Regions from separate parts of the Oryza sativa genome. Here region 1 is linked to region 2. Evidence: chromatin contacts called from public HiCAR-type data. All regions are on one chromosome and are shown on one strand. The core of a region is the stretch at or near the end of the contact, and the rest is flanking DNA. Distances in the headings are between cores, read along the strand shown.

The links. HiCAR-type assays count read pairs that join an accessible place to other places.
Region 1: a contact with region 2 is called in a HiCAR-type map of leaf, with 2.0 times the contacts expected there. The contact joins the promoter of LOC4328841 here to the promoter of LOC4328833 in region 2. A contact is called at or near these places in 1 of 15 Hi-C or Micro-C datasets (seedling) and 1 of 4 datasets of contacts at active chromatin or transcription factors (leaf).

The regions. Positions count from the first base shown.
Region 1 is chr2:7,962,163-7,966,479 of ASM3414082v1, reverse strand. It overlaps LOC4328841 (peroxidase 70), which reads right to left and starts at 2,899. Exons shown (of 2, transcript XM_015770060.3): 1 at 2,345-2,899; 2 at 1,470-2,269. The coding sequence starts at 2,764. The coding sequence ends at 1,706. LOC107280132 (a long non-coding RNA gene) reads left to right here. Exons shown (of 4, transcript XR_010739587.1): 3 at 3,553-3,633. It overlaps LOC136355373 (a long non-coding RNA gene), which reads left to right and starts at 2,641. Exons shown (of 2, transcript XR_010739588.1): 1 at 2,641-2,765; 2 at 2,935-3,174.
Region 2 is chr2:7,783,584-7,787,914 of ASM3414082v1, reverse strand. It overlaps LOC4328833 (peroxidase P7), which reads right to left and starts at 1,812. Exons shown (of 3, transcript XM_015771456.3): 1 at 1,517-1,812; 2 at 1,221-1,415; 3 at 434-1,128. The coding sequence starts at 1,747. The coding sequence ends at 574.

The DNA of each region.
Region 1 (4,317 bases), core at 1,650-4,149, 180 kb before region 2:
AACTGTAGAAAAACGAAAGCAAAGTAAAAGTAAATCTTTTACTTGATAGTAATATACTACTTTGCAAATATATCCTATAGTAATTCTTTTACTCCCGATACGATTGTAGAAAAAACGAAAGGGATAAACTCCGCTCAGGGAAGGAGTGGGAACCAGAGGTTGGGCTAGTTGAAATTGAAAACGGAAAAAAAGAAGGGGGTGGATTGGGAACCGGAGGCGGAGGCGAGGGAAACTGAAAAAGGGGAAAAAAGGAAAACATGGTGAAGATCGCTACGTCAGGCACTTGAATTAACAAACAACGCACTGCGCATGTATTAGCGCTACCGTAAATTTCAGTTGAAACATTCTTTTTCTCACGTGCGAAACATCGAAACTCAATGGTTGAAACATATATTTTCATCCAAATATAATCATGTGTGATATTTTATTATAAAGATTTAATTATAACGAATATAGCAGTGTAATCAGATAGTTGATCCGATAAATAATTTTTAGGAAACCGTTTAAGTATTGTCCATAGACCTTCTGCACGTAACATGTAACATCTCATGCATGTACTGGCTACTAGGTGGTAAACAATTCAGATCCTCAGTACTGCAGACTGACATGTAGACCTAAGGGTCTGTGGGGCCTACATGTCAGTGAGCAGTACTGCATATGTAGTACTGCAGAGGACCCTCACTCAGTGGTAAATGGGAATGAAGGGCAGAGAGACGTTTGGATTGTTCAAAAAAAAATTATGATTGATGTGACCCAAGCCCATCATATGGAGTGTACCGTAGTGTCCGATATGTTTCTGGGCATCTGACTCTCGAGGCCAAGCATTCTCGTCATTATTTGCAAACACTCTTTAACTTTAAGGTTATGTAATGCATGCACTCTGACTAAAATTAAAGAGCTAACCGAGGTTATCTAGTAACAACAATAATAAAACGTGGGAGAAAGAGAAGTTGTGTAATAGAGTGTTTTCAATGGTAAATAGTAGAATAATCACAATAACAACAACAATAAACAAAGTTTATGCTTCTCTGCTGCCATGAAAATAGTGTTTGCAATGGTAAAAAGTAGAATAATCACAATAATATTGTATATACGGAGAACTTGTGTTCATCAATGGTAAGTAGTAGAATAATCACAATATTTTTATGGCAGCAGAGAAGCATAAACTTTTTTTATTGTTTGTAGAAATTCTTGCACATCCAGATATAGTTTCACAACTTAGAGTGAGTTCGAGGAGAAAGGGATTAAGAAGATTAGGAAGATACGTAAAACGAGATAAGCCATTAGCACATAATTAATTAAGTATTAACTATTTTAATTTTCAAAAATGGATTAATATGATTTTTTAAAGCAACTTTCCTATAGAAAATTTTTGTCAAAAATGCACCGTTTAGTAGTTTGGGAAGCGTGCGTGCGGAATACGATGGGCTTTCTCACCCAATCCCCCAGGAACGAACGCACCTTTAGTGTAGCACATGATAAACAGATGTTCCCATTTATAATGACCTTGCTTGGTTGATCCATCACTTTTCAACCCAAGGTCATATGTGTACTTTCCATAGCTTACTTATTCATCCATGTATATCATGTGTATATATGGGTTGGTCACCTTTGTAACCAACATCAAAGCTGCGAATCACCATGAACATATTAATTAAGCATGTTTAATGCCTTAATTAATTACACTTATATAAGCAATAATCCATCAGCTGCTGTTGACGGCCCTGCAGCTGCGCCTGATCTGGCCGGCGGCTCCGGTGAGCGGTTTGATGTTCCCCATCTTTATCATGGCGGCGGCGAAGTCGGCGGCGAACAGCGCCGGGTTGGAGCTGTACTGCTGCACCAGCGCGTCCTGCGAGCCGCCGTTGAAGAGCTCCTGGTCGGAGTGGAGCAGGCCGCGCTGGGCGAGCAGGTTGCGGTAGTAGGCGTTGTCGAACACGTTCTGCGTCTGCGCGTCGAGCGGCGCCAGGCTGGAGTCGCCGGAGCCCGGCGCGGCGGGGCAGCCGCGGCGGCGGAGCGCGGCGAACGCCGGGTCGATGTTGGTGTCGTTGTAGACGCGGTCGCGGAAGTTGGCGCACTGCGAGAAGCCGATGGTGTGCGCGCCGGAGAGCGCCGTCATGTCGCGCGGGCTCAGGCCCTTGTTGCCGAACCCCGCGATGAGCGTGGCGAGGTCGCTCGACGGCGCCGGCAGGTCGCTGTTCGCCGCGCTGAGGCTCGCCGTCGTCGAGTCCCGCCGCCCCAGCGGCACCGCCCAGCTTGGCCCGCCGAGCTGCACGTACGCGCGTCGCCGTCAGAATCTATGGAATCAATTCGAACATTGTGTGTGTCGGTGGGCGGCGCGTACCAGGGCGGTGCTGTCGCGGGCGGCGAGGGCGACGATGTCGGCGCAGGAGACGACGCCGGGGCAGAGGAGCTCGACGTTGCGCTTGATCTGGTCGATGACGTCGTAGCCGCGGACGGAGTTGACGTTGGGGAACGCCGTCTTCTCGCCGACGAAGCTCGTCGCCGGCACGTCGTCGAGGAGGATGGAGGCGTCGCAGCCCTGGACGAAGCAGTCGTGGAAGAAGAGCCTGACGAGGGACGCGCCCATCCGCCGCTCGGCGAGGAGCGCGCCGAGCACGGTGGCGCGCACCACCACCTGCAGCGTCGGGCAGCTCGCCGCGTAGAACGTCGTCGACAGCTGCTGCCCGTAGGCGGCGCCGGCGGCGGACGAGAGGAGGAAGAAGGCCAGCAAGCAGCAATGCCAGCTACTCCTCGAAGCCATGGTAATCTCACAAATCTTAATTAATTAATTATCTATGAGTAACTAAGTGTTCTTGCTTAATCACTTGAGCTCTAGCTAAGCTTAGCTAAGCTGAGTTAGCTCAGTAGCTTAGCTTACTTGATGTGTGGCTGGCACGAGCTGAGAAGTAACAAATGTGTTGCTATTTATAGTGTGGCTGAGGTTGCATTTGCATGCATGCAAAAGGGGTACCTTTCGATGACGAAAATGGGGGGTCAAAGTTAGGCCGCTACACAAGTGGAAAAAACACTCGAGAAGTTCAAAGACCTTTCTCCTCCTGTTGACAAATGCAACACTCATATATATGCAGCCAAATATGCTTATCGTTTATGTATCGCTCAGAAAAAATGCCCAATGGATTGAATGGAACAAAAAAAATTGTTTAGATAACACACATGTTGTTGGCATTACTATTTGGAGACGTGCGCAATAGACCATGAGTACAGTTCAAAATTTACAGGGGATCAGAGAAAATTATATAGTCCCTCTATTTGTTTTTGGAATGAGATTAGTTGGTTAAAAATAAACTAATCATTATCATATATTTTGGAATGTACCTCCAGATAGTAAGTATCTCAAATTACAACAAACTTTAATGTGCCTTGAGATATTTTCTCAAGGACTGCAAAACTTTTCTCTTGGAATGAAGGTAGTACTACACATGGATACACTAGCTTAGTAGCTTCTGATAAAAATTTTATTATATTCACACATTTATCTTTGGTCTCTATCTACATGATGTATATATATGCATGTGGTTTGCATAATAGGAAAAATGCAAGGATAACTTCACGAATATGTGACGAGACCACCACTAGGACTTCAATAAACCCCTAAGCATGGACACCAAGGTTTGTAATTGGTTCTCTACCAAGTTGTATGTGTTTCCCCCAAAATACATTCATATGCATTAATTTATGCAATTCATAAAGTTCAAGCGTGGATTGTGTTCACCGGTAAAAATCGTAATCAACCAGCTAATTTGAATTAAGCTTCGTGTCTCATTCTTAGGTTTTATCTCGGCAAATCGTGGTTTTTAAAGTTATCTTTTCCTGTGATCACGTTCATGCATGTTGTGATCACGTATACCGATCGTATATAAATTCGCTTAAGAGATGTGAGAAACGGATTGATGCCATTAAATAGCCGTGATGAGCACGTAGGCGAGACATGACAGGATCATATATATCCAATGTGAATAAAAGAATAATATTCAAAACAGATTGACAGAATTTAAGATGGTTCGATCGGTAGCTTGGAATTAAACTACATTTGCTGTGGATCGATGAATATAGGAGGCAAGGGGCTGTCGATCATGCAAATTGGACATATTAATTTTGGTATTTTCACAGGCGCTATCTTACGTGGTCCGCGTGCGAAATTGTATCTTCGCAGACGGACTGTCATCGCCCTCCCCCTCCTCCTCCCCCTTGCCATTTTTTAGCCGGTCCTTTGGCTTCGAGAGTTCTACCCGCCTAGAAAAATATTTTGCCATCGTCTAGAAAATAGTCTTTCTAGTAGTGGTGGATGTGCCC
Region 2 (4,331 bases), core at 563-3,062:
CACAAAACCACATCGTTCCGGACGGAGTCGACGTATGCATTTTTGCCGGATTTTTTGGTCGCTCTTGCTATTGTATCCATCGAATTCCTTTCTGTATCTTCCCAAAACGACATATAGTAGGCCAATATTCTTCCATCACGAGCAGAAACTGATCACTCACGAGTCACGACCACACCGCTCACTATTCAGGACTACACAAAACACATCATGTGAATTTTTTTCCAGTGATTTGTTGCTACGCATTTGTCAAGTCTACTGATACTACTGTGATAGTGATCAGCAGTAGTACTATCACAGTAACATCACTACTAGTAACAATCGGGTAAAGTTCTTGTGTTCATTGCAAAAATCATAGCCGTCGCAATAGTTACATGGTAGCTGAATTAAGCAAGGTTTAATTAATTGAACAAACGGAAGAATTATCCACTAGTGATTGATGTCTAAAATTGGGACATTTCTATTGCATTCTTATGTCATAATTCACTTAATACATGAAATTGACAGCTGATTATATAACTTTAAACTTTGTACTATGAACAATTTGCGCGCGGCAATGCTATCTAGTAGTATCGATCAGGAATTCACTTTCCTGCAGTTGAGCCTGACCTCGCCGGTTGACCCGGTCAACGGGCCGATGTTCCCGAGCCTGATCATGGACGCGGCGAAGTCCGACGAGAAGGCGGCGGCGTTGGAGCTGTACAGCTGCACCACCGAGTCCACCGGCCCGTTGTTGAACAGCTCCTGGTCGGAGTGCAGCAGCCCGGCGCCGGCGACGAGGTTGCGGTAGTAGCCGTTGTCGAACGCGTCGGGGGTCAGGGAGTCCAGCGGCGCCAGCGCGGCGTCGCCGCCGGACGCCGGGCAGGACTGCCGCTGGTGCGACGCGAACGCCGGGCTCACGTTGGCGTCGCAGTAGACGCGGGTGCGGAAGTTGACGCAGCTGGCGCGGCCGACGGTGTGCGCGCCGGACAGCGCGGCGAGGTCGCGCGAGCTCAGGCCCTTGGCGGCGAAGGCGGAGACGAGCGCGGAGATGTCGGCCTCGGGGCCCGGGAGGTCGGTCGACACCGCGCTCCGACTCGGCGACAGCGCGTCGCGGCGGCCGAGCGGCACCGCCCAGCTCGGCCCGCCGAGCTGCACACGTGCGCACAACAGGGTTTGCGTCATTGCGTCGAACACATGGCGCGCGCGCGCGCGCGTGTGTGTGTGGAGTGTGTGTGACTGACCAGGTTGACGCTGTCGCGCGCGGCGATGGCGAGGACGTCGGCGCAGGAGACGGTGGCGGGGCAGACGGCCTCGACCTGGGCCTTGATGGTGTCGACGAGGTCGAAGACGGTCGTCGAGCCGACGGCGTTGGGGCCGACGCCCTTCTCGCCGGGCGCCGCGGGGGTGTCGTCGAGGAGCACCGACGCGTCGCAGCCCTGTGAACCCCAACCCCACAACACAAAATCAAAGCTTAGCAGTGCGCGGAGAAGAGGCAGCATGTGTTCGTCCGGACGGCGGCGAGCGGCGCGGTCCTTACGCCGACGAAGCAGTCGTGGTAGAAGAGGCGGAGGACGGCGGCGCCGGCGCGCGTGTCGTTCATGACGGCCTGCGACATGACCTGCCGCACGACGCCGTGCACGGTGGGGCAGCTCGCCGAGTAGAACCCCGGCGACAGCTGCGCCCGCGCGCGCGCCGCCAGCGCCAGCGCCACGGCGAGGAGGAGCAGGAGCAGGAGCAGCGGCCGTCTCCCTCTCCCGCCGACAGCCATGGCGCAGGCTCAAACTCCACCGACCGACGAACCAGCAAGAGAAGCAAGCAGAAGGAACCAAAGACGATAAGGGTGATTAATCGATACCGTTGATAGAGGCTCAAAAGCCGGTGTGTTCCGGTTGCTGCCAAGGGGCTCCTGTTCCTGGCAAAAATTTTGACAATATTGTTTGGTTTTTTGGCAAAAGATTCCCTATCCTTTGTACTAATGTTTTTTGCCCAAGCCACATGTTGCTAATTAGTTTATCTATTAGGTGCAATTATTTCGCTTTACGAACTTTTAAGCATCGAAACAAGTTGTGAACTTGTGAAACAGTAACCAATCAATCTATATCACCCGACTCCGTCGGATCCAGCGTCAGCGTCGTGTGCCCTCCGAGGGCCGTGGTGGATGGACGAACGTTCGTCCGTAGTCTTGGCGGGCCGGCGTTGGGTTGTGCGCCGTGCGCAGGTGTTGGGAGAATTTAACCGCGAGAGCTGCGCGCGGCGCGCCCACCGGTTGTTGCATCGCATGGTGGTGTGGTGGAAGTGGGCGGCGAATTCGGCGCGCGTGGCGGTGGCGGTGGCGATGATGGGTGCGGGAGGGAGCCCACCATGGGGTGGCAGCGGCATGGTGGTGGGGTTCGGCGGAGAGTGGCTGTCAGTCAAGTGCGTGCGAGATGGTTGCGCACACGCTCTACAGTTGCGCTACGCGCGTCACATTGGGTTAGCTGGCTGCTTTCGCGGAGGGTTATGGTTACGCTGAAAAAGGAGGAGGATTTTCTTGGGCCCATTTTGGCCCATATAACAATTGGAACTAACAGGGTCTTCGATGGGCTGGACGGAGATAGCAGTCAATAACATTCAGATTAAGTCTATAATTTCTCCTCAGTCTTGGTCATGACTGAATCGCCTCCGTCTAACACAAAACCGGGTATAACACCTCCCCGTGTTTAAACATCGGTGCAAATCATCTCCTTAGGTGTTTTAGAAGGTGATTTTAGCTGACGTGATATATTGACCGCAATTGACTAGCTAAGTCAGCGGGTGGGATCCACGTATCATCCAAATCTTATCTTCCTCACCTCGCCTCCCTCCCCACTCTCTCTCCCCTCTCTCTCACCAGGATGCACCAATGACGACATGTCCCACGGCAGCGATAAACTGGTCACCTGGATGTCATTGTCGAGTGCGCGCACACACCCACACATACTTGGACCAAGTCAACGTGTTACGTCAGCAAAAACCACTTTTAAAACTACCAAAGAAATTAATTTGTACCCTGTTTTACGGTTGAGGGATACGATTTGACCAACAACAAGACATGAGGGAGGCCAAATAGACTTATTCCATTACATTCATGCATTCTGTACAATATACGTACATGAGTCCGTGATGCCGACAACAATATGAAAAGTGTGGCAGAGTTTGCCACACTTCAGAACGACCTTTGTGAGTGTTTGTTTGTTAACCATATTTTACCATAGTTTGATAAGTTTGATCACCTTGTTGGCTGTTTAGTTGTACTTATAGTTATCACAAGATTATCTTTCCAATAAATTAGATCTCACATATTAATGAATTTAAAAAAATATGACAAGATTTTCTTAGTCTTTGTAAGGTATGGCTAATAATATTTATTAGCAAATAATGATCAGGTATGACCAGAAAACATACATACTCCAAGTACAGGGCTACAGCTAAGATTACGCGAAGATATGCAAAATGCGATGGAATGGATCCACCAAACGCCTGTCCGGCCAGCGTTCCGGCGATCGGGAGTTCGCCACCAACCTTGGAATTCATGGAACTGCACTGCTATTCGATCGCTGCAGCCTACGGTGCGGGTGCTACTGCATGTGTGTGTTCGCGTACTGCTGCTTCGCAACCTAATGCTGTCCTGGGCGAGGGAATTATGCGCATGAGCTGTACCGATCTCTCTTCGTGTCGATCGCAGGAGAAGCGGCTGCTTCATTGGTTTGGTGCGTGTCTGTACTCCCTTTCTGCTGTTTGGGTGCTCTGTTCCGCTGTTTGCAGAGAGGAATCTGTTCCAAGTGCTTTAGTTTTGCAAGGCAGACTGGCAGAGTTATGTAGATGGAGTATTATTCTTCCGGAAAGAGGACGAAAGATAATTAAGGGGCTGTTCACTTTAATGTCTAAATCAATGTTATCAAATATTGATATTGTATTTGGTAAAGTTGAGAAGTGGAAGTTATGTTTAGTTTGTTACCATTATTAAGATTTTGTGAGAGGAACTTTTAGAATTATCAAAACTTGATAATGGAGGTAAATTTTGGCCATGTTTTAGATTACCTCGTCAAATTTTGATAAAGTCATTACTTAATTGATAGGGTTAGTTTTGAAACAAAGTTTACCATTTCCCGGATCGTGTCGGCTGGGAAGCCCTGTACGGCTGCAGCCTGCAGCTGGGACATTGGGTGCAGCCGTGCATGCTGTACTGCCAGTACGTGTCCAGACCCTAGAACCTGCACTACCTAGCTAGAGTAGTAGCTAGTGCTGGTTCATTTTGATTTTCATAATAAGAGGGTGTTTACATTCAGGGATAAGGTTTTGGCAAATCCACTAGGATGGGTTTTGTTTATTTT